Regions from separate parts of the Mus musculus genome. Here regions 1, 2, 3 and 4 are each linked to region 5. The links are chromatin contacts, called in public Hi-C and Micro-C maps. All regions are on one chromosome and are shown on one strand. The core of a region is the stretch at or near the end of the contact, and the rest is flanking DNA. Distances in the headings are between cores, read along the strand shown. Region 1 overlaps Tmem108 (transmembrane protein 108). Region 2 holds the start of Ryk (receptor-like tyrosine kinase). Region 3 has its middle 6.2 kb from the start of Gm46150. Region 4 holds the start of Amotl2 (angiomotin-like 2). Region 5 holds the start of Rab6b (RAB6B, member RAS oncogene family).

Region 1 (3,562 bases), core at 361-2,860, 380 kb before region 5:
CTTGTCTAACTTATGCAGCCCTCACTACTCTACAAGGAGAAGGCAGGTTCTATTCTTAATTCTAACTTTATTATATCTCTCTGCCATAACTTAACCTTAAACCATCTCCTTAAACATTCTATCAACTACCGTAACTTCCTAAAACTATTTAAATCAAATCAGGAATTCTATGAAATCATTAATCCATTTAAATGATATTTTACAAAAGTTCATCTTCATATTTATGTGCAGGAAACTTACTCAGTAGAGTGGGCTGTCTCTCAAGAAGCAATGACAGCAGACTCTATAGGTAGAGAGGGTCTCCCCACACCCACTCACACCTTGCTAGATTCAGAAAGAACCGCAACATCAAGGAGCAATCCAGAGACAAACCCCCTGGGGCTGTGCCTCTCCTAGGTACATCCATCTCAGCTGTGCATAGTGGACCATAGGCTGTGATCCCTGCTTCTGAAATAGGAAGGAGATTGAAAAAACTTAGCACGTATTAGTAAGCAAATTATTAACAGTCACACGTGAGAAGTAGCTGCTTTCTAATCTCCCATGCGTGTCGCCCTCGATTATAGTTGGGACGCCCTCGATTATAGTTGGGATCCCAGGATTGTCTTATCATTCTGTTCCTACACTTGCTAAAGAAAATAAACACATAAATAGACACACAGTACCGAGGTGTCAGGAGACTCTGGTCATCACCCGCACCGTTGAGTTAGAAAACTGACGTCAGTCAAGGCAGGGCAGACACAGCCTAGAACTACTCCCCAAGGACAAGTCGAAGCTGTAAGAGGAGCCTTCAGGTGCTGGGGGGCAGGGGTAGTACACTCTCTCTAAAGATCTAATTGTGTCCACACTGGCCTTTTATAGCCCAAGGGGACAACAGAGTCCACTTCCTTTATGTTTCTACCTGGGTCCTGACTACCCCCACATCAAATCTGTGTCCTTGGTCACAGACATAGCCCCTATGGGTCATCCTTGGCCATTATACTTAAATATACAGGAAATACTTAAATCAGTATTTAGATCAGTCTGGTCTCGGGACCCTAGGTGTTGTTTGGACTGTTTCCATAGTCCTGCTCCATCTAATGACCAGACCAGCTGGGCTCTCCCAGGTCCGAAGGCTCATGTTTCAACCTTCCCTGCTGTCTGTGTACCCCAGAGCACCTCTGCAGACCTTACAGCAGACTCTCCATCCTCTGCCAGGCAGACAGACTGGTACCAAAGTGCAGGTGTAGAATTTATCACCGCTGGCGAAGGGGCTGGGAGAGAAGCCAGGTTTCAGAGAGCAGCAGAGGCTTGCCCCGTGCTATGCTTTCTCCAGCTCATGATTCCCCTGGTTCTAATGAGGGAGAGAGGAGTATATTGAACTCAAAGCCTGCACAGCAATGGAGGGTCAGCAGCTCACCTGCCTTCCACGTCACAAACCCTCCCAATAGCTGGAAGGGCATCAGTGTACAAGGGCTGAGGAGTGGTTAGTCTCCTGAGCCCTGCCAGATACTTGCTGCCAACTCTGCTTCAGAAGAGAACTAAAATTGACTGGCTCCAGGCCACTAGGAGCGAGGGCCAGGAGCCATGTGGCTGCTGCGCTGGTCTCTGCTGCCACCATCAGGATGCACAGGTCCTGCTGCCTCCTCTTAAGCCTCGGGCCTGCCAGTGGTCATTACTCACCAGTGTGTGCTCTGGGTTTTCACAGAACCATGTGGAGGCTCTGCTGAGCTCCCTTGGCCTGTCTCACACTGTGGGGTGTTTTCTCCCAGCCTCATCTGGGAGAAGATGGAGCTTTAGGGAGGGTTAGATAAGGAAACCAGAGCAGAGACAGATGTGCTGCATCACCAGTGCAAGTTCAGCCTGATAGGACAGAGGAGAGCCACTCCCTGGCCTTGATACTCGCCCCAGAGCAAGGTTTTCTCCAGGCTCTGGACCATTAATTCAATATTCCAAGGGGTGTTTTAGGACCCATAATTCTTAGCTCTGCTCATTGTCCAGTGAATGTTAACCATGAATACAAGCATAAACATGTGCCTGTATATGCAGAGTGTGTGTATGTGTGTGTGTGTGTGTAGGACTTACATGGCTTTTTAATTACCACATAAGAAAACCTGGGTTAATTGCATACACTAGCAAGATTTTGCTGAAAGGACCCAGATATAGCTGTCTCTTGTGAGACTATGCCGGGGCCTAGCAAACACAGAAGTGGATGCTCACAGTCAGCTATTGGATGGATCACAGGGCCCCCAATGGAGGAGCTAGAGAAAGTATCCAAGGAGCTAAAGGGATCTGCAACCCTATAGGTGGAACAACATTATGAACTAACCAGTACCCCGGAGCTCTTGACTCTAGCTGCATATGTATCAAAAGATGGCCTAGTCGGCCATCACTGGAAAGAGAGGCCCATTGGACTTGCAAACTTTATATGCCCCAGTACAGGGGAACGCCAGGGCCAAAAAGTGGGGGTGGGTGGGTGGGAGGGTATGGGGGACTTTTGGGATAGCATTGGAAATGTAAATGAGGAAAATACGTAATTTTAAAAAAAGAAAAAGAAATAAATGATGTGATTATTCAGGAAAAAAAAAAGAAAGAAAACCTGGGTTAGACTGGTTCTTACTATGAAGCAGAAAAAGATTGTCGCAAAAGGAAGTGTAGTTAGGTGGGTAGTCTCTTTGGAATTATGGACCAATGGGAGGAGGTGGTGGGGAGAAGGCAGGACTCTCCTTAAATTGTCACTCTGGCCATGACCCACTCAAGCTAAACTATAGCTATCTCTGGACTGTAAGGTAGTATCCCCCTGCTAGACTTCTAACCCCCACATGCTAAGGTGAGGAGCTGGGCACTAAACCCTCTTAGTTGTGGCCTTATAACCAGGACATAAGAGCTGAAAACTACCCAGTCCCTGTCTTCTGTCAGTTTAATCCTTTATGGAGTGCCCTGAAGTGCTAAAACCAGCTTGTGGAATCAAACACGCCTGCCCACAACCCAGCCCTGGCCGCCCTTGACTGTGAACTTCGCCAGCGGTCCTCCGCTTCCTCTTCTCTGGGATGAGAGAGACGTCTGCTGTGTGAGTTCAGGTCCTTCAAAGGGCAGATGCCAAGATGGAATCAGGCATGCCAGGCAGCTGTACTATAAAATACCACCCAGGGAGAGCTGGAGTGAGCGAGGCAAGCCCTACGCAGCCATGCAGGCCCTGAGACACAGAAGGAGATGGGAGATAAAGGAGGTGGAACAACGTCTGCGTGTTTCTGCTGGGTTGGTGGAAGCCTTGAGCTGTAGAGGGATCCCAAGAGACTGTGCATGCTCTGTCGGCCCTGCGGTAGTCCGTCCTGGGGCAGGTGTCAGGGATGGTGGTAAATCTGAAGGGGCAGCAGGGTTTCGGCAGCGTATCTCCACACACTTGCAATGCTTGCCCCCTAGACCTTTGAAAATCAGAGCCAGTGCATGGAGGGTCTTCAATCAGGGTTTGCCGCAGGGAAGGGGCTCAAGAGACAGCAGAGAGGAGGGGTGGCTGCCACTCATCCCGTGTGGATTCTGGCCCGGCAGTTGGCAATGCAGCAGGTATTTGGAAAGGTTGGATCTT
Region 2 (3,547 bases), core at 492-2,991, 280 kb after region 5:
GCCCACACCTTCAAGGTGTCCTGTGACCTCCACAGAACACATCGTGGTACACACACACCAAAATAAATAAAAGTAACAGCAAAACTCTAACACGCAACGGTAGGCACATGTACTCGTCTCTGTCTGCTGCCAGATATCTCTGTCTCCCTACTTCCATCCTGGCTAAGGCAGGAGAGGAAATACATGTCAATAAAGTCACAATTACGTAAGTTCTTTTAACAACAACAAAAACAACCCTTACAAAAGCACGCCTAGGAGCCGCACTACAAATCGTTATTTTTTCCCAAGCCTTTCTCCCATGCTCCAGGCGTAACTCAGATGCCATTTCAATTCTGCTAGACTAAATTCAGCTAATTCAACTAGACTATAAGGAAGGTTAAATTAGGATGTTAGGAAAACACAGTTCTTTAGTTAAAGCCGATAAACCTACACATACAACTATGTCTAAACAGTCTGCTAAAAGCAGTTTTCATTCCGAGGCTAAACTCTCTCAACAGACCCTAAGAAACTCTTCTAACAGGCAGAAGGCTCTCTGTGAGCTTGAGGCCAACCTGGTCTACATAGTGGATTCCAAAACAGCCCAGGCTACATAAAGTCCCTGTCTGGAAAGGAAAAACAAAACAAAACAAACAAACAAACAAACAAACAAAAAAACCTCCTCTAATACACACATACGCATACACACGCGCGCGCACACCACACACACACACACACACACTTGGGGGAGGCATACTCGCTCACTAAAAAAGTGACACTTAATGGATATTTAGGGGGAGACCTTTCCAGTTCCAACACTTCACTCTAAAACACCCCGATAAAAAGTGAAGGGACTGCCTTAATGCACAAAAGACGGCAAAAGCTGGGTATCCCTAACTATCAGAGACTTCCTTTTGATGGCTGGCCAGGCCTTCCTTCAAGGGCTGATTTTCAGAATGCACAGAGTTCCAAGCGGAGGGCAGAGTCGGACTCCCCAAACAACGGGCTAAACAGGTAAACGGAACCACCGCCGACGGACCCCAAAGCCAAGTTCTCCTCTCGCTTCAGGGTCTGCAGAGTAGGCAAGTGGCCTGGAACGGCAGCATCAGGTCACACTCAAGGAACCCAAGGCAAACCCCGATGCTTGGGATCCGGTCGGCCCGAAGGTGTGCAGGATGCCACACAACTCAGGGCGCCCGGCTCACCTTGCCCCCCACTCGCTAACCAGAAAGCAAGCGCACGGCGGCGGCGTGGCCTGTGGGCCACCCACAGCAGGCTAAGGAGCGGCCACCCGTGTCCCGAGCGCCGACTCCGAGGCTCCGGAGCTCCGCGGCCTAGAGTGACACGCGCAGGGAGGCTGCAGAGAGGGAGAGAGAGAGAGAGAGCGCGGGCGGCGCAGCGGCAGCACCGCGGGCTCACGAGGCCCCGGGAGCCGCGCCACTCACCAAGCAGCCGGCGCACCTCGTCCTCGCTCAGGTAGAGGCTCACGCTGGGTCCCGCAGGAGCGGCGGCCAGGGCCGGGGACCGCGGGGCGGCGGCGGGCAGCATCGCCAGCAGCAGCAGCAGCAGCGGCGGCGGCGGGGCCCTCAGGCCGCCGCTCCCCGGGACGCCGCCCCGGCCCGCGCGCATGGCCGCCGCCGAGCAGGAGCGTCCGCCGCCCGCCGCGCCGCCGCGCACCCCGGCCCCGAGCGCCTCACAGCCCCGAGCCGGGGGCGGCCGGCCAGCTCATCGCGCCGCCGCTTCAGACCCGCCGCCCGGGAACGGGAGGGGGTGGGGGGGCGAGCTGCGGGCGGAGACGCGCGCGTGCGCGTGCCCGCCGTGCGCGAGGGCGCGCACGCATGTGCCGCCCGACCGAGAGCGCCTGGTTCTGGGGCGCGCGTGCACGGGAGAGCGTCTCAGACCTGAGGTCGGGGTGGGGGCCGCGCGTAGGGGTTGGTATAAATAACATTACGTTGTTTGCCAGGCTGAAACGCGCGAGGAATAAAGGAAATGAGTTAAAGAGACACAAACTAATCAAAAACAATAATGAAGTGCCCTGGCCAGGCGAAGGGCTCTAGGCTAATATAGCCAGTCCCCAGCCCAAGTCGTTGAGGCCTAGAGTCGGTTGGTCTCTTTATTCTTCCCCAGGTGCGCCCTGAGTCTTGGATGCTGTCTCAAAAGAAAAGAATGCTGTTTTATTTAGTGAGAAGGGACGGGTACGTAGAAATCTTCCCTTATCCCACCATCAGAGGTCAGCCTCTAGTTAGCATGTCTGTTCCCTAAAATTCACATGCCACACACTTTCCAGAAAGCAAAAACAAAAACAAAAAAAACTCATAAAACCTTAGTAAACTTTTTATTTTGTATTTTGGTTTACAGTTTGTTTGTTTGTTTGTTTGTTTTGAGACAGGGTCTCACTATGTAGCCCTGGCCCGCATGGAACTTGCTATGTAGACCAAGCTGGCCTTGAACTCACAGAGATCTGCCTGCCTCTGCTTCCCAAGTGCCAGGATTAAAGGCCTGTGCCACCCATGCCCAGCAAGCTTATTTTTACATGTGACGAACTTTTATTATCCTAGTTCTCCTTTACTGTAAATCAACCTGTATCTGGGCTTTTAACCTGTGGTCCATGCCAGCCCCCCCCTCCAAAACATGGAATGTATGTGAGTGTGTGCTTATGGCTGTACATGGCTGTCTGTGTGCATGGGTGCTTTCACATACTGGAGAGTGGTTTTTACATTTCATCCCTTGCTCTAGGAAGCCCTTGTCTCCCTAAACCGGTTAAGGATCTCTGATACATCCCAGAGACTCTGATGAAGAATTTGGGGAAGCCCCAGTCAAGCTTACTCCACAAGCCATCACTCAGGCTGGCTCCCAAGCATCCCTTCTCACTTCCTCCAGAACAGGGTCATCCCATCCCTGTGACCCGTTCACTGACCTTATGCCTCCCTCCTTGCCTGTGGAGAGCAGCTGCTTTCTGCCCGGCCTAGCTTCAAGCTCCCAGTTGCCCATCCACACGCAGGCCCTGAGAGATATTACCTGTATCCCCTGCCAGGGCAGGGAGAGAGACCGAAGAGGAGGATAGTTGGATCTTGATATTTTTCCCCCCTCTCTCCTGTAGTGAGAGGGATGGATTCCATTTGGAGACAAGCTGGCCTCAATTTGTCAAGCTTCAGTTCCCCAGCACAGAATACAGTGCCCTGCAGGAAGAGACCAGGAAGTGGGCATGAACTGAACAAAAGCATGCCATCAGTGAATGATGAAAAACACAAGTCACCTGTGGCCACAGCTACCTCGTAGGGAACCAGGGCCCTGCCAGGAAGGACTCTAGGAACCTATGCTGTGAACAGGGCTCTCTACTCAAGAAAACAAAGGGGGTGGGGGCGGAGCCGTCTTGAAAGCAAAGGTTTGCTGTCTACATTTTTTGCAGCAAGCTAATAATCTCCAAGAATGGAAGCTGAGTCTTCTAGAGGCTGGTTTACTTCCATATCTTTAGCCAGTGACATCTTGAGATACTATGATACAATATATCCCAAAGGTGTCAGTCAAGCGGGACTAAGCACTGGTATTTATCAATGGTGTGGCCTTGGGA
Region 3 (3,466 bases), core at 252-2,751, 420 kb after region 5:
GGAACCTTAGTGCAATAATGCTTTAAATAACTACAGCCTCTCTCAGAATGGCCTGAGACACCTCACCCCCAAAACTTGCTTCAGGTAGGACAAAGGGTGTCATAAAATAAAGTGACTCTCAGCATAAAACAGGGTGAGACTTCTCTTGTCTGTTATCAAAAGGCCCCATTTGCTCTTCACTCTTCTGCCACGACTCCCTCTGAGAACTCCGACAGCTGTGTTTCTCCTTCCCACAGTGCATACTCTTTATTAAAACTTTTATATGCATTCTGGTCTGGTAAATATTTTACCCCCAAGCTTTGGGCAGGGTCTTTCCAGGGTCCCAGCCTAACAGAGCAGGTCCCAGTTTGCTCCAGTGGAGACAGCTGGAGCCAGGTAAGTGGGCCTCCTGGGGGAGTGGACACTCAGGGGTGCACTCTCCTTTCTTGGTGCAGACTAAAGAGACCTCCAGGAAGGGAGTAGTAACTCCCATTGAGCTGTCTGCCTGGAGACACCATCCCCAAAGGCCCCCTTGATCCCCGACCTTCCCTCTGCACGATGTGTGCTGGCTACTAATAGAGATCCAAATTGAGCAGTGAGCCCAATGGGTCTTTTGTGCAATGAGGTGAAAGTTCACATCTGTCCACACTATCGCCTGTCTTTGGGGCTTTGTTTTCCCATCCAGGGAAAACGTTGATGGACTGCATGGGAGTGAGATGTGTGCGTGTGTGTGTGTGTGTGTGTGTGTGTGTGTGCGCGCGCGCGCGCGCGCGTTCTATAAGGTCCCTACAGGGGATGAGGAGGCGCCTAGGTTTGTGAGCACAGAGATTTAGAAAGGTGAGGTCACCATGACTTCAGTGTCTGCAACTTTGGATTGCTTGCGATTGTTTTCAAACTCAGGGAAGTGTTTGAAATTTCCTCTAACGGTAAAGCAGGATGGAAGACGGTAAACAAACTTGGGAGAAGAACAGCGAGGCGAGCGGCAGGCGGCTAGTGGGTCCAGAAAGCGCTGCACCTGTGATGGCAGAAAAGACAGGTTCTTCTTTCAACCCGGCATCCCCAGAGGCTGCGACAATTGGGGTAAACCAGAGGGGCAAACTCGCAGGCAGACAAAGAGAACATCTGCATTTGAAATGGGTTCCCACCCGGGGCTCCAATGGGAGGCTCGCTGCGAGATCTGCCTGCTGAGTAGCTCCTCCTAGAGAGAAAAGCTTCTCCGAAAAGCCCAGTTGTGTACCCTCAACCCTCTGACCCCCAACGAAACCCCTTGGAAAAGTCAGCAGACGGGAGAACAGGACCCTCCCTCCTCCAACCCCCACTCCCAGCGCAGACTTGTCTATTTTACTCAAGGTCACTTCCAAACAGGACTGGAATAAACCCTCCTTGTTTGCTTCTTTCTGGGACTTAAGCCCCGGGTCCCCTTGGGTGTCGTCCAGGACGCCAGGCGTGGCTGCTGACAATGGCGTTCAGACGACAGATGGCGGGCGGGAGGGCGGGGGCGCAGGGCAGGTGCGCGGGGAGCGGCTGAGCGCCGGACGCCCGGCTGCCAGGGTGAAAAGATCTCTAGCTGTGGGGGGCCGCTGAGTCTGGGAACAATGAGATAATTCTCCACCGCGAACGAACGCACCCCCTCGGGGTGGGGGTACTCGGCCACGCGCCAGCAGAGGAGAGCCGATTACTGTGCGGCATTGGTCCCCCGCAGCGCCCTGCTTGCCCCCGCCCCGCTACGGGAGCTCTGGGCTCCTGGGCACATTCGTGCACACGCTCAGCACACTCCGGGGGCCAAGAGGAGGGCACTGACAAGAGCAGACGCCTGCAGAAGAAGGCTGTATTGTTTTGTTTTTATGGCGCTTGAGGACCGTACCGCTCCCCCCCCGCCCCCACTCTCTCAACCATTTGGATTTGGGAGAAATGTTCAGCCAGCATCTTAAGCTACCAGAGACTGGGTGTCTCGGGCAGGGCAAAGACAGAGAACCCTGAATAAGATTGAGGTGGGTTTCGCTCCGCCATGGCTCTGCGATTTGAGGGAGGGGACGGATGTATGCTAGATTGATTGGCTTCAGTACCAACCGTTTTACTAAGCTTACCCCCTCTGCTCTGTGTTTTATCTTAAATCTCAAACTGACATGGGAGGTAGCAGAAGGCAGCACCCTCTGACCATCCCTTGAGGCTGGGACTTTCATAGAGCTAGGTGTTAGCATTTCCTCTAGGCTCCGCCTAGCAGTTACCTAGCAACAGCCAGGTATGAGCCTGGCTCGTAGATAAAAAGAACTCGCCATCTTTTTTGTGTCTCTGTCAGTCTGTTTTTCTCTCTCCTTCCCTTTCTCCCTCCCTCCCTCCCTCCCTCCATCTACTCCTCCCTTCATCCCTTCCAACTTCTTTCTCTCTCCCCACCTGTTCCCTAGAGGCCTCTTCTTCTTTCTCCTCCCTCTTACTGTCCCCCTCTGTCCTCTTTTTTTTTTTTTTCCCCTCTGCCTCTGCTCCCTTCCTCAGAACCCCTTCCCACGTCCCAAATAAACTTCCTTTTATGCTACACCCGTTGTATGGCTGATATGACACCTGGTGTGTGTATTGGGGGTGGGGAGCGCCTCAGCATGGGCCCGCTAAGGCACCCCTCTCCCTCCACATCATACCCCGTTTTATAAAACATATCAACCACTAGGAAGGCCTTTTTATGAGCCAATTGTTCCAATTGTACCTAGGTTTGGGACTTTGAAGCAGACTGTGTTGACTGTGTCTTTAGGAAAACTAAACAACAAACAAAAGCACACTATCAGTTTGTCTCTTTTTATTGGACTATTGATGACAATAGTTAGATCTAGGGCGCAGGTTGTCATCACCAAGTTCAATAAGGTGATTTCCTTTTCCTGTGCTTTCAAGTGAATTGTTGCCACTCTTGAGAAAAACAGCGTTAGGCGAGGGAGCTAGGGCTGACTGTTCACCCAGGAGTTCGGTCAATACTGGTAAGGCTTAAGCAAGCACTGGGAAGTGGGATTGTCTTAGGATTTCTATTGCTGGGATGAACACCATGACCAAGAGCAACCTGGGGAGGAAAGGGTTTACTGAAAGTCAAGTCAGGAACTCAGAGCAGGAAACTGGAGGCAGAACTGAAGCAGAAGCTACAGGAGAGCCCTACTTACTGGCTTGCTTCCTATGGCTTGCTCAGTTAGGTGGTGGTGGTGGTTGCTGCTGCTGTTGTTTATATAGCTCAGGACCACCTGCTCAGAGATAGCACTGCCCACAGTGAACTGGGTCATCAAGAAAACACCCACAGGCCAATCTGATAGGGGCATTTTCTCAAGATTGGCTTACCCTTCTCAGACGACTCTAGCTCTGTCAAGTTCACAAACAAACAAACAAACAAACAAACCACCCAATCAGAAGGGAATGTAAGGAAGAGCATGCTTTAGAACTGTGGAGAAACCTGGGACCCTAGGAAGAGGCTGCCATTACATTCCATGAAGTCATCTATACTTTGTGTCCCATC
Region 4 (3,792 bases), core at 85-2,584, 390 kb after region 5:
AGGGGGTGGTGGCCCCTTTCTGTGCCATACTAATGCTAGCCCCCTGTCCTACCTCAGTTTGGGAATGGTATGTTGGCAGAGCTGGAGAAAGGTAATGAGCCCTGACGATACCCAAGCCAGCAACTAATCCTCCCCCCCCCCCCCAACTGCACCCTGCAATGTGTAAGACTTGAAGAGTCTGCTCACACGCGGCTTTTTCTACGCGGTATTTCCTAAGTTAATCACTGTCTGGGCTGACTCGCGCTAAGGATCCGGGAGCGGCTAGAAGGAATGCTGAGCCTTCCCGGCAGATTCCAGGCGCGCCGACTATGAGCCAGGCTCTCGGAGCACCGAACATTTCCGAGGCCTTTCATCGCACAAACGTCCCAATCGAATCCCCTAGATGCACAATCTTTCTTTCAAATACTTATATAAGAGCACTTACTGAAAATCAACTTCCTTACACGGGCGCTGTACCTGGGCTGCACTGGAGCGCTGCACTCGGAAAACCAGCCACCTTTCTAAGCAAACACGGGTCTCTGGCCTTGGCCTGGGCTCACTCCAGCAAAAGGAACCAACGCTAGTCTCCAAGTCAACCAGGCCAGTCCAGGGTCCCGGCGTTACTCACCTCTACCGAGGCAGACCACTAGCACCGGTGGCTGCCCGAGCGCCCCGGGCGAGCAAAACCCGCAACCGCGAGAGGTCTTTAAGCATCGCGGGTACGCCTCTCTCCCTAACCCTCTTTGTTTTCCAAATACTTCAGCGCTGACGTCACCGGACTGGACAGCAGGCTGCATTCTTTCTAAGTGAGAGCCAGTTCGTGGCTCCGCAGAGGATTTTCCAAGGAAGACAAAGAGGAATTCTTGAGCTAGCTGAGGGTAAAAGCCACCTGTATCCCCAATCCAGACAAAGCAGCCACGGTAACCTCATAATTCAGCGAGATATGCCTACCGCAGCTTTTCACTTGCCCCGCACGCGAGACGCACACTCCCAAACACTGATCCTCTGTCCTTCCTCCAGCCCCAGTGGGTCGGAGAATGGTGTCCTCACCCCCACAAAAGCGCGAGCAGTCTAGGCTAGACACCCAGGATCGATCCTCGAAAGGGTTCACAGTCTCCCCTCCCGCTCCCGGGGAGGCTCGTCCACCCCAGCTCCGATCTCCAGAAAGGGTCGGACTGATCGCGGTGTCCCGCTGCTGCTGGGAAGCGTCCCCGCCGGCCTCGCGCACTGCCCGGAGTGCCCGGCACCTTGCTTACCGCTGCGGCCCGCGGCTGCCGGCGCACGCAGACCCGGTTCGGCTTAGGTACAGTCAGCAACGGAGGTGCGCACTAGTCGGTGGCGCCGATGATCTGCTTGCTCGCGCCCCAGTGCGCAGCCTCTAGGTCAGCCCGCGCTGGAGGCGGCTGCTATGCCAGGAATGTGAGAGTTTCAGGTTCCCCCTCGGGATCAAAGCGAACCACAAATAACCTCTCAGCGCGCCGCCCTCCTCCGCTCTCCGCCTCCCTCCGCTCCCCGGGCCAGCCCCCGCCTTCCTCCCGGGAGGCGGCGCTGCGGCTGGCCGCTGGGCTGGCCTCAGCCTTGTCCCCTTGCCACTCTGGGCTCTGGCGGCCGTGCGGCATTCATTCCCTGCCACCCTGCTTTGTGTCCTAGCTGTTGGGAGTGTCTTAACCAACTCGTCCCAAGATCGCCCCACCACTGCCCGCACCGGGTTCTCACCCTCCATTCCTACAGGCACCGAGGGACGACTCCAGGGATCAGCCTCTCACGCCCCTATGGTGGCTGTAAGAAGGGTCTGTGGCGTTTTGGAAATGGCGGGAGGACTGCACAGCAGTTCACATCCGCCCAGCCTTGACAGTGTTGCAGACGAAACGATGTTTCGGCCCGCCGCTGCCCAGCCTCTTTCCTAACTCCTACTATTTCACCCCCCAGCGGCAAACTTTGAATTGCACTTTTATTGTTTACAAACACCTTGGCCAGCTCTTTTAATCCTGCCTCTACAGGAAGTGTGTGAATCTGGGTTGAAAATCTGGTGGATTTAACCCACTACCTAACTAAATGAATCAACCACTCACTGGGCATTCGGTCCAACTCCTCCCTAACTCCGCTCATCTTTAAGCCAAGCACGCGGCGGGTCACCACTTGCTTTTTACTCGGCCATCCGACTCCAGTAACCCTCCGACGGTGCTCTTATCATGTCTGTAATAAATAAGAAACCAAGGTTCAGAGAGTCTAAACAACTTGCCTAGGGTCACACAGAGAGTAGCCAATGAAGCCAGGTCCCTTTTCTTGGTCTTCAAAATCCGGTCTCCGTAACCTGACAAGGCAGAGAGTCTCTGCTTCCACCTACCTGTCCCGAGTTTCAGTGTCTTTTCCACCTCGTCTACACCTAGCCAACCCTCTTTGTCTTCCGCTTCTCTGGCTTTTGGTGTGGAATCGACTCCTTTGTCATTTGGACCCTTCTACTTCCCCAGGAGACTCCTCCAGCTTAGCTGCTCTGACTCCCTCCCCTCCCCGCCCCCCCCACCCTCTTTCTGGTTAGAGCGTGCATTCCTCAGTCCCATCCACCTCGAATCAGGACCAATTTCTGCTGCGGGACTGCCGGGCCCAACCCCCTCCTTCCCTCGGCGTTCTCAATTCCTAAGTTTGCTGGAGGGGACCAAGGACAAGAAACCTTTCAAACTCAATAGTCAGGGATGTGGTTATTTTTGTATAAAGCTTTCCTTTAAAAGGGAGGGGTTCTCAGGAGTTAACCCCCCTTGCTGCCTTTACAGAGGATGTGCCTTCGATTCCCAGCACCTACCTGGTGGTTCACAGCCATCTGTAACTCCAGTTCCAGAGGATCTGATAGGCAATTCTAAATTATGCTGGTACGAGGCACCTACATGGTGTTTGACCGTACATGCAAGCAAAGCATTCATACATATAAGATAAAACAAAAAGCCTAAAAAGAAAACAAAAAAATGTGTATATGTTTTACTTGAAATCCAAATATTGCATTTTAGATTCTGTTTGTGTCTGACACAGATGAGAAAATAACAAATGTGCCAAGCTAAAGGCTACCTTACAAAGAGAAATTGTGGCTCGCACACACACACCATTGTCCCCGCTGGCTGCGGTAGGAGCCTATGACAAAGACTAGAGAAGGGATTCCCAGGTGCCCTCACTTCATGGGCAGCATTCTTGGAAACCCTTGGTGGAGAGACACCTACTAGGTGCAGGCACATATGCTCTGCATTACAAAATCAGGGGAAAGGCCATATGGCGCAGTCCTGGGATTCACTGACACCTAACAAATGTTTGACTAACAAGCATTCCTGAGATACTCTGAGAAAGGGGCCAGTTTAAGGCAGCTAGAATCCAAAGGTTCAATTTGGGGGGGTGGGCAAGCCTACTTCAGTCCAAAACAAGCCCTGAGTCAGTTTAGGTATGTGGCTCAAAGGGACAGAGTCTGGGGAGGGAGTCTCAGATGGAATTTACACACATTTTTTTTTCTCCTCTTTGCAAGAAGGTCAGGCCTGAGGCCTCAGTGGAATCTGCCTGAGCTGGCAACCACACCTGGCTCTGCAGGGTGCTGGATTGAGACCGTGGCCTTGTCTCAAATGTCCCAGGGGAGCTTAAACACTGGTGGGCCCTGGGGTGGCCAGCCTGCTTGCACATCCATCTTCACTGAGAACAGGGAGAAAGAGACCCAAGTAGGGAGGCAGGTGCTTCCTACCTCACCTCGGTCTCTCTCTCCCTGATTTCTCCCCACCCCCTGCAGGTAACGATTCTTCCCTGATGACTCTGGGACTTGCTGGGTTTGGAAACTTGCCC
Region 5 (3,750 bases), core at 890-3,389:
AGTGGGTCTCTGGGCAAGACCTCCCCACTCTCTCTCCACATGAGCATGTGAGGAAAGGCTGTCTCTCACTTCTGTGACTCCAGACCTGGAGGGGTTGGCAGAACTCTCACTGGGGGTGGCGTGTGTGTGTGTGTGTGTGTGTGTGTGTGTGTTCCACCCATCAGCAGTTGCTAAGGGAGCCCAGAGTTTCATTCAAACTCACCACATATGATTCTTTATGGAACTGTGTTCAGATTTAGAATTAACAAATATTCTTTGAACTCCAGCATAGTCCAGGCACTGGGGGAAACATGAGGCATAAGGGCTGCTTCCAGCTACCCACTACTCAGAGACAGAAACTGAGTGTCCAGGAGGCCTGGAATCAGGCAAATGACAACACAGTTGAGAGCCCCCCCCACCCCCCAAGGCTGCTGTGCACCTGCAGGCTCCCTCCTAGGGCTGAGGTGCTCCCAAAATCCTTTCCACACAGCAAGGAACGGAGGTGTCCTTTGTGACACTTGGGATCTACAAAGCACAGGGAATCAGATCCAGCTGGCTACCTAGCTGAGCTGGGTACGATGTGAAATGTCCCAAACCCAGCTCTCCGGGACAGGCAACCCCGACTTCCACCCGGCTCCCAACCCTCCAGCTCAGGTACTGAGCATCAGCAGACAGGAGGTGGCCATGTGACCTCCACAGCCCACACGCACACGTCATAGCTGCACGGTGCCTGGGCCCACCAGGTCCTCCCACGGCCTTCCTCCTCTTGGCCTCCAAACCAGCTAACAGAACTGGTTTACAGAGCTAGAGCTGGGAATCCCGCCCCCCCCCCCCCCGGGATCCCCCTCTCTTCCAGCAGAAATGCTCAGAAGCCCAGCTTATGTCTGTAACCCCCTGGTTATGTGACTCCTGGACCGAGGCTCTCAAGGAGGTACTCCTTCCCACAGGTATCAGAGGGGTCGCTGCTCTTCTGTCTGAGCTTCCCACCTTGGACCAACCTGGGTGTCAGATACTTGGGAGGGGAGACTCCTGGGCAGCAAAGAAACCCTTACTCTCCCCCTCCTTAGGCTCTGGCTGGCTGCCACGGTGACCTCCCCTCCCCCAAGAAGGGCGGTGAGCTGGGAGATGGGGGGTGGGAGAATCCACCGGCTCCACTGATGCTCTCTAGAGGGGGCAGGGAAGCCAGGCAGGGCGTGTCGCCTAGGCCTTTCTCTGCCCAGTGCCAAGCTCACAGATATGAGACGCCTCTGTACCATCCCCCAAGTCACCTGCTATGGGAAGAATCTTCACTCTCACGATCCACACCCCTAAGCCCCAAAGAGGCTAACACATTAGTGAAGGACAGTGAGTCTAGAACCTTCTGCCCAGTCGGATGTAAGCCAGAGAAGCTAAGTGCCCAGTTACCCTACCACTTGCACCCACTCTTTTCGAAAAGGGACAGGTGTCGTGTTCCCCATTTCCCAGCAGCAATCTGCTCCAGAGCTGGACGCGTCCTTTCCCTAGATTCCAGGCAGGGTCCGCAGGGAGCCCCTCGGGCGCAACCTTGGGGTGGGGGCAACCAGCTCCCAGCCCCACCTCGTTCTCCCAAGAGAGGCTCCTGTCCCTTCGCCCACACCCTCGCCGGCACCCAGACACCTGCACAGTGCTCCGCAGCCTGTGCCGCAGTGCGAGCTAGTCAGCGAGCCCGCGAGCCCGGCGCCTAGAGCGGGTGAGCCAGCCGCCGCCCTCGGTCCTCCCGGACGCACCTGCACCGGGTACCCGTACCCAGATCTCACACTCACCCTCATCCCTTGACCCCCAGAACCACCTTCTTCCTTTCCCCCTTGGTCCTCCCCAGCCCGGCCCCACCCGAGCCAGCCCCATCTCCCCATCTGCATCCCTCTCCTCTACCGGGGCGTGGAAGGGCCTTGGCGAGCCAGGGCTGGGAGGGTCCCTAGTGGGGTGGCTGAATGGGCGGCGTGGGGAAAAGACTCGGCTCCGAGCCGAGAGAATAAGCCGAGTACTCACCGCTCTGCTCCCCTAGGAAAACCAACTTGAATTTTCGCAGCGGGTTCCCAAAATCTCCCCCTGCGGACATGGTGCTGGCAGCTGGGGCCGGGCGAGGAGGAGGAGGAGGAGGAGGAAGCGGTGAAGGAGCAGGGAGGGGAGAGGAGGAGGGCGAGGGGAGGCGGCGAGCGGTGCGGGAGCCGGAGGGGGAAGGGCTGGCTGCGCGCGCCCCTGACTCCCCAGCTGCGGCCGGGCCCCGGCCTGCGGCTGCGTGTCCGACGGCGGCGACGGCGGAAAGGGAGGAGGCGGGGTGCGCGGCGCAGCCCTGGGTGGCGTTGGCTGCACGGGCGACGGGCGCGCTGTGGACGCCCGAAGCTCGGCGCGGGCAGCGAGGCACGGGCGGAGCGGGGCGCAGGGACCGAGCTGGGCGGAGGAGCGCTCTCCGAGCAGCGCCACGCGCCCCCTCCCGCCCGCCTGCTCCGCCCGCGCCTGCGCTCTGCGCGCTCCCAAGCCTCTGATGTCATGCGGAGCCCGTGGGTTTGCGGGGCTTGGGGGGCGTGCGCCATCCAGCCCCCACCCGGGCAGCCGGCTCCGGAGAGCCACCTCCTCTTGAGCCTAAGAGAGGTGCCCTCTTTGGAGCGTCTTGCTCTGCCCTGCTGCTTCTGTCTCACCCACCCACCTAGGGGGAAAAAAAAAAGACAGGACTTGGTCAAGAGGACATTTGTTTCTGGTCTTTGACACCTAAATGCGGTTCCCTTCTTCCGTCTCAGACCCAGATAGATGGTCAGACAGGGCGGGAACATAGGAAAGGGTCAGTGTGTGGTGTGGTGGTGAGTAGGAAGATGTGCGGATACCTGGCTCAGACCTGGGGTATGGCTCCTCGGTGGCCCCTGCTGGCCTCTAGCTTACCTCCTATCTAGCTAGGCTCAGACTCTTCATGCGGAGGGGATCTGTGGTTGTCCCCAGAGGAGCTGGCCAGTGAGAGAGAAGACACCCTTACAGGATATGCCTACTAGGGTTTGAAACCTAACCTGCCTGGTAGAAGACAGCTCCACTAACCCAAAGACAATGCCCTGCCTCTTTTGATCCTGAGACCGTCAGCCCAACCACACTCCTGCGCCCTGCTAGTTAGGTTTATTCGGGTAATGAGCTACAAGAGTATAAGAGAGCGACCTCTAAGTTTGCAGGGCACACACAGTAGCGTGAGAGCAAGGAGTAGACGCCAGACTAAGGTTAAACGCAGTCCCCAAGCAGTACACTCTAAGGCATCGGGTTAATTGAGGCTTTACAAAGCCCCTCCCCTCTTCCTCTCCAGCCACTTGCTGGTCTTGACCTTCTCTGGCCATTCAGGGAATGTTTGTTTGGGACTGTTTGGAATGTGTAGTGTATGTTACACAAAGCAAGCCAGGAGTGAAATGCACACACACACACACACACACACACACACCCGTGCCTACGGATTTCCCAGGGGACACTTATGAATTTACCCCGAATGTACCCACTAGAGTCTCCCACCGCACATTGAGCCCTCACAGGAAACTCCATGGAAGCAGCTGAGGTTCCACTTCACCTAGAGTTTAGGAAACAGTTGCTGAATGCTCGAATTAACCTCTAAAACTACTCTCAAATCAGAGTAACTGTTCTATTCTTGTGGTCTTCTTCGGTTTGAAGTCCCTGGAGTCGGAGGTCATCCCTCTGAGCATATAAGCATGCCAGATTGGGCACCAGACTAAGATAACTCAGACTCCACCCTACTTTTGCCCCGAGTGTGTTGCTGTCTCGGGA

Evidence for each region. A called contact is a pair of places that touch in the nucleus more often than the background predicts.
Region 1: a Hi-C map of cerebellum shows a contact between it and region 5, with 2.8 times the contacts expected there. The contact joins the enhancer-like site here to the promoter of Rab6b in region 5. A contact is called at or near these places in 4 of 39 promoter capture datasets (liver, pre-B cells and stem cell-derived epiblast-like cells), 2 of 484 Hi-C or Micro-C datasets (the N1E-115 cell line and cerebellum), 1 of 115 datasets of contacts at active chromatin or transcription factors (memory CD8 T cells) and 1 of 9 other capture datasets (adipose tissue).
Region 2: a contact with region 5 is called in a Micro-C map of embryonic stem cells, with 2.0 times the contacts expected there. The contact joins the promoter of Ryk here to the promoter of Rab6b in region 5. A contact is called at or near these places in 2 of 39 promoter capture datasets (both in liver), 1 of 484 Hi-C or Micro-C datasets (embryonic stem cells) and 1 of 115 datasets of contacts at active chromatin or transcription factors (embryonic stem cells).
Region 3: a Micro-C map of embryonic stem cells shows a contact between it and region 5, with 2.3 times the contacts expected there. The contact joins the enhancer-like site here to the promoter of Rab6b in region 5. A contact is called at or near these places in 3 of 39 promoter capture datasets (embryonic stem cells and liver) and 2 of 484 Hi-C or Micro-C datasets (both in embryonic stem cells).
Region 4: a Micro-C map of embryonic stem cells shows a contact between it and region 5, with 2.0 times the contacts expected there. The contact joins the promoter of Amotl2 here to the promoter of Rab6b in region 5. A contact is called at or near these places in 2 of 484 Hi-C or Micro-C datasets (both in embryonic stem cells), 1 of 115 datasets of contacts at active chromatin or transcription factors (trophoblast stem cells) and 1 of 9 other capture datasets (adipose tissue).

Annotation. Positions count from the first base shown.
Region 1 is chr9:103,492,574-103,496,135 of GRCm38.p6, reverse strand. The region is part of intron 4 of Tmem108 (transmembrane protein 108); the gene reads left to right. Gm16252 (a long non-coding RNA gene) reads right to left here. Exons shown (of 7, transcript XR_003948081.1): 4 at 241-3,562. Among named protein-coding and RNA genes, the nearest start is that of Bfsp2, 14 kb to the right of the region's middle. Within about 2 kb of position 1,610, at least 46 of the 459 cell types and tissues checked have an H3K27ac peak or open chromatin away from gene starts, as enhancers often do. A contact at or near this core is called in the N1E-115 cell line, cerebellum and pre-B cells, where this site is marked.
Region 2 is chr9:102,833,114-102,836,660 of GRCm38.p6, reverse strand. It overlaps Ryk (receptor-like tyrosine kinase), which reads right to left and starts at 1,741. Exons shown (of 15, transcript NM_013649.3): 1 at 1,422-1,741. The coding sequence starts at 1,605.
Region 3 is chr9:102,688,271-102,691,736 of GRCm38.p6, reverse strand. No RefSeq gene overlaps it. Among named protein-coding and RNA genes, the nearest start is that of Gm46150, 6.2 kb to the right of the region's middle. Within about 2 kb of position 1,501, at least 134 of the 459 cell types and tissues checked have an H3K27ac peak or open chromatin away from gene starts, as enhancers often do. A contact at or near this core is called in embryonic stem cells, where this site is marked.
Region 4 is chr9:102,715,346-102,719,137 of GRCm38.p6, reverse strand. Amotl2 (angiomotin-like 2) reads right to left here and starts at 1,334. Exons shown (of 10, transcript NM_019764.2): 1 at 1,236-1,334.
Region 5 is chr9:103,110,463-103,114,212 of GRCm38.p6, reverse strand. It overlaps Rab6b (RAB6B, member RAS oncogene family), which reads right to left and starts at 2,139. Exons shown (of 8, transcript NM_173781.4): 1 at 1,987-2,139. The coding sequence starts at 2,056. Gm46128 (a long non-coding RNA gene) reads left to right here and starts at 946. Exons shown (of 2, transcript XR_001779270.2): 1 at 946-1,687.